Linked DNA regions of Arabidopsis thaliana: region 1 is linked to region 2. Evidence: chromatin contacts called from public capture Hi-C data. All regions are on one chromosome and are shown on one strand. Each heading gives the region's core, a stretch centred on a gene start, on an enhancer-like site or on the middle of the called end of the contact. The rest is flanking DNA. Distances are from core to core; before and after follow the strand shown. Region 1 holds the start of AT2G44940 (Integrase-type DNA-binding superfamily protein). Region 2 holds the start of AT2G44798 (a long non-coding RNA gene).

Region 1 (2,903 bases), core at 289-2,788, 66 kb before region 2:
TTTCTATAACTTTAAACCAATGATAATTAACTATTTTTCTTGAAAATTACAATTTATCAATACTAACCAATAAATATTATATGGAAAACTTAAAAAATCAATCTTTTAGAAACAATTTTTTTTTCTAAACAATCAAAAAAAAAAAAATAGAGGGAGTATATGTTATTTTTATTACTGATTAACTAGGCTAAAATGTATTGATATTGACAGAATAAGTATTTGATAAATGAGAATGTTTGTGAATAAATCATATTGAATTCTAACAATAATAGGGTCTAAAAAATACTCTCAAACGATTTTTGTAAGGCTACATTATATTATTCTGCAATATTTCAACATGTTATCACCACATTTATATTACACAAACACGATTTTGCTAGGAAAAAAAAAAGAAATTGTTTCTTTACAAAAAATCAATATCACTCAAGTTGGAAAGAAAAAAAAATATCAAACGTAAATAGAGAAAATGAAGAAGAAGTAAATGGCAAACTAATAAAGTGTTAGTGAGAGCTCTCTCGAGAGGGGTACTTTAGTCATTCAGATAGAAAAAACGGCTCTTCAAGCCGAAACCCAGCATCGGCTCCACAAAGCTGCCACGTGGACGAGTAGTAGCAAAACGCATCGTTTCGTATCATCATCTCATTCTCATCGGTAAACAAATCCGGCAAATCAAACAGCTTCTCTTCCTCACTGTCTTTGTCCGTACACGCCGAAGTCGAAGCACACGAAGCTTCCGAATACTCTTGACTCTGAGTCGTCGTCGTCGTGCTTGTGTCCGAAGAAAACAACTGAGCCACCACGGCTCGACTCGGCTCGGCTTCAACTATTTCAGCCACTTCAGAATTACTCACATCGTTGACCGAATCTTGCCAGTTAACGGCCGCTAAAGAGGCGGCGGCTTGAATGTCTTTAGGAGAATTTGTGACTGGACGAGGAAGCTCGCCGGCTAACTTGGGAAAATTGAGGTAAGCCGTTGTACCTTTAATGGCTAAAGCCGCTACGTCATGAGCTCGAGCTGCCATCTCAGCCGTTGGATAAGTCCCGAGCCAGATTCTTGATTTCTTTCTCGGCTCTCTAATCTCCGACACCCATTTTCCCCAACTCCTCATCCTCACTCCTCTATACGTCGGATGTTTATCTCCACCGTTGGTCTTTCGCCGTTTCCCACCTCCACCGTTTTGATCATCATCGTCTTCAACGGAGACTAACGATGACAATGATCTTCGAGATGCTTTTCTTTTAGAGTTGTCTTCCTCAATGAAGTTAGAATTTGTTGATGACGAAGAAGAGGAAGATGTAGTAGGTGAAGAGGACAATGAGGCGGAAGCGGTGATGGAGGAGGAGGAAGATACGGCGGGGATGGCGGAGGAGATAAAGGTAACTTGAGAAACACTACTCTCTATGTTGATTTGTCTTGCCATTGTTATGAGAGAAGAAGCTTTAGAGAGATGGTTGCACAAAAATAGATGTGAAGTGGGCTGTATTAATATTCCTCCACAATCTTTTTTTTTTCTTTGGCTTTTTCATATTATATGGAAAAAAATATAATGTTTTTTCTTTATAATAAAACGAAGGAGGCAGTATGGAATGGGGTCCATAGAACAAAAAAGATATTATTGAGATTCACAGTTTCAGCGAACCAGTTTTGTTCCATGTGAAAATAAATTGAAACAACATGGTTTTATTTATTATGTACATACACAACAATTTTGTTATTAAAAGGAAAAATATTATGTATTTTATTGAGGGAAAAAAGAACAAAAATTAATTGCATGGCAAGTCGTTTAAACTTTTTTTTTTTTTACTTTTAGTCTAATATGGCCCGACCCTCGTGCATGTGCGTCACCTCTTAACACATGAATTTCCCATCTTCTACTTTTATTCGTCCAAACAAAATTGGAGTTAGTGTCACGTCGTCATTTATAAAAATTTAGCATCTATTCTAATTTCTATTTCTCGTAGAGTTTTTTCTTTTTCGTAAATATGTTAGATTGGTTAAATTAAGAAATAGAGTACGAATACAATGCCAAGACTCGGATAGAACCCATACACAAATGTTGTTTCGGAATTTTCATTATCAGACTAAAAATTTTAAGTATATATTAATCTATATACTATACGTAATTAAAAAAGGTTAAACGATAATGGGCGATTTTAAAATAATTAATTTAAATTTGAAAGAACATTATCAAACCCCAACCCCAAAACCCTATATTATTGGGGTCTATTAAAAGACTTGTCAGAGTTTTTGTTTTCTAAATTAAAAGAACGTCACTTTTTTCGAGTAAATAACCTAGTTAACGACTTACGACAGTAACTAATTATGTCCAAATAATCAAATTACATGTCGGCTCGAGGTATTTGTTTACACGTGCCGTAAATAAGTCGAGTATACACTAGGAGTAATAAAATAAAGAAACACAAGATTCACACCTAGCCTCCTTGACCAAAGCATTAAGCCATCTCTTTCAATTAATTAATTTCATAATTAAATGTCATTAAGCTTTTTGTTTCCTTCTCGAGAGGAAAAATAAAGGCATGAAAGCATAATTGAGATGGCTGTCCACGTCATTAGATTTTAATTAATACGAATGGGTCTAGGTATTTAATATAAAACGTACACGTACCATATCAAATTTATGTGAAGGAATATGTATAGAACGTAACTATATATATGTTATTGTATCTGTGTAAGACTGTTAGTACGTCATATTCGATTCGGCGCCATTATAATTAATTAGGAAACCACTTTACTTGATATTTATTGTATATATGGCCATTGGCCACCACAATAAATAGAAAATACTCCTTCCATTTAATTATTTCCCCCAGTTGTTATTATAAAAGAATTCATTGAACAATTAATGAACGACATTATTAACACGTATATGTAATTATGTGTA
Region 2 (2,962 bases), core at 121-2,620:
ATGACCACCAACGATTTAATATTCAAATTTGAAGCGTTTGTCGACAACTAATAATATTGTTAGCACTTTTTCATAAACATTGAGTCTTTTAGTTAATGAAAACCAAAAACCGTTAATCTTGTATGGAACATTTCATGCATGAACATGATAGCCCTTATTAAGAATTTATTTTTGCTGAAAAGTCATTGAAATCTATTTGAAGAGTTTATATTAGAGTTTGATTCCTTTCAATTTATTTATTACGTTTCATCATCATAAACGTTGTAATAATATAATTTGATTTTTTCACATGCATATTTCAAAAGATCAGTGTAAAATTAGGCTAAAATCCTTTGCTTATACAAAGAAAAAAAATAAAATAAAATTGGCGCATTGTCTTGTGTCAAATAACGCTTCTCGTCATGCATGAAACAGAGTGGATAAGGATATACTTTTAGGAGCTCTGAAATAAAGCAGAGTTCAAAGGATTTGATCGCTACGAGTATTAATATTCTCTGACCATGTATTGCTAACTTTTACTTATGATACTCCGTATATGTTAAAGTAATTAAATATGACCAGTATGACCAGTGTACTTGCCTCAGGACAGTGGTATTCGCAAAACTATCGTATCGTACGTTGTTTCCTGTTTTGGGAAGATTCTAAAACATAACAAAATAAATAGAATCTACTATATACGGTGCCTGTGTCAAATACATTAAATACTCACTTTTGCATGTTATAAAGTTCTGTCTAGTGTCTACAAAGCGACAAAAACTGTGTATATATGATTTTCTTTACCAAAATAGACGAAACTTGTACTGTCTCTTACGTCTCCCCTCGAACCGCCTTTGGTTGGTTCTTTGTATATAGCATTAACAATTTAAAACGCGAAGTAGGATGTATTAATAGTTATGTAAAGTAGTTCAATTAGAGTTATATTTCCTATGTAAAGAAACAAACAAAAATATTAAATAAAAGCGAAACAAGTTGTAAAATCTTTATCCGGTTTTGTGTGTAATATCATAAAATATACCATGCAAGTATGGAACCAGATTTCCCGTGGCAAATGGGCTAAACTATAAATAAAAACATATGAATACAAAAAACTGAAAAAGTCTTTAAAATATTTTGTTGACCTTGTATGCTTATAACAACTCTATTGGTGGAATGACGCATAATGTTGCCAAAACGCATTCATGTATTTATATTTTATACTAATTATATAACAAGAGCTGATTTTGTTCAACTTGTGTACTATGCGCCGTTGAAACCGAGATAGTTTCATGCTCGCCTGCTGATTTCCTTGCACTTATAAATTATTCATATATCTTGAAAATGGATGATCAAGACTAGTATATATATTTATATACACCGAATGCATGTAGGTACGTACGTACTTAGACACTACTCTTGCTCAAATGCAGATATATATTCAATTCCGAGCTGGAGATTTCGCATCTTAGCTTCAACAAACTTCATCCTATTGATTTGTTTTTTCTTTTAATGTTCCTTCGTTTATATATGATCTTTTTTACGCCATTATGATTTTATGTTCTATACAATGTGATATTTATGTTTTGCAAAGTGAAAAAAAGCAATAGTTTTGTTTTAGCAAATTTAAAATTCAAGGAGTTTAAGGGTTTTTATTCTTTTTCTCTTGCGTAATTTGGAACTAAAGATTTTAATTTTATTTTTTTTCACTCTTATCCAAATTTTTTAGTTTAATCGTCCTTTATTTATTTTACTCTGAATTTGAGTACGCAATGTACAGATAACTATCTTTAATTTTTTTTGTTTCTTTTCTGTCCTTACTACACCCGTACGTGTGTGAATTAATAATTTTGCATGTAGTTTACATTGCAAGACCAAGTGATCAGAGCTAGTCTTATACCAAGGTAAGCCAAATTTAGAGAAATAAATGGTTGATTAAAAAAGAATGAAACTCTGATATGTCATTTGCAGTTTGCGCAATGGCTATTTTTTTGCCAAGATTTTTTTTTAAAAAATATGTACATTGGGATTCATTGATTTGTTCGTTTTTAAATTGTTTTAAAAAAAAAATTCTGTTCATAAATATATGATCCTTTTTTTTTTTGAATCTAAATATATGATCCTTTTTACACCAAAATGATTTTAAGTTATAATTATTTTAATGGTTTGCAAAGTGAAGAACACAAGAGTTTTGTTTTAGATTGAGTGTGAATTTAAATGCAAGGATTTTAAGGGTTTGTTTTCGGAATTTGGAACTCATATTTCAATTGTTTTAATTTTTCTCTCATGGTAGATGTTTTAGTTTATGAATCCTCTTGTATTTATACTAGTCTTTGCCGAAAAACTGATTTGTGAGAATGAAACTTAACAGCTAATTATGTTTTTTGTTATTGGTTTTGCTTGGTTGTTTGTTTTTGTTTTCTTACTACACGATGTGTGGGAATTAATAAATTTTCATGTAGTAACAAATTTTGCAAGATCAGAGCTATTGTTATATAGATATATAAGGTATCAGCCAAATTTTGAAAAAGTGCTTGATTTTATCATATTGTATTGCTGATATTGTTCGAAGTAGTAAACTGCGTTTAAAAAAGGAAGGATCTAAACCTACGTATAAATATTCTTTGCCATTTACATTTCTTGTTTGTTTCGTCTGATAAATATTTATTTTAAAAGTGAAATTTTGAATTTGCTAACATTGGTATTTGGCATTAGCATTTTGCGCTATGTCTATATTTTTCTGCCAAAATTTTGTTTCTATAAACAGTAGTTATTAATTATGTCGAGTGTAATTTTTTCTTCTCTTAAGGATGTTGTATATATGTCGAAGCCATTTTTTTAACCGCAAACAGGCTGTTAATATCTTAGCGTTTGGTAAGTACGTAGGTTACTGATTACTTTGATGAATACTATCAGTCGAAATGTATTTGTATAATTAAAAAAAAAATGTATTTGTATAATTTCATTTATAATAATATTCAAGAAAATT

The links. Capture Hi-C pulls out chosen DNA fragments and counts their contacts.
Region 1: a capture Hi-C map of seedling shows a contact between it and region 2, with 1.7 times the contacts expected there. The contact joins the promoter of AT2G44940 here to the promoter of AT2G44798 in region 2. A contact is called at or near these places in 1 of 26 Hi-C or Micro-C datasets (rosette leaf) and 1 of 3 other capture datasets (seedling).

Annotation. Positions count from the first base shown.
Region 1 is chr2:18,535,812-18,538,714 of TAIR10.1, reverse strand. It overlaps AT2G44940 (Integrase-type DNA-binding superfamily protein), which reads right to left and starts at 1,538. Exons shown (of 1, transcript NM_130059.4): 1 at 236-1,538. The coding sequence starts at 1,421. The coding sequence ends at 534.
Region 2 is chr2:18,469,685-18,472,646 of TAIR10.1, reverse strand. It overlaps AT2G44798 (a long non-coding RNA gene), which reads left to right and starts at 1,370. Exons shown (of 3, transcript NR_140775.1): 1 at 1,370-1,877.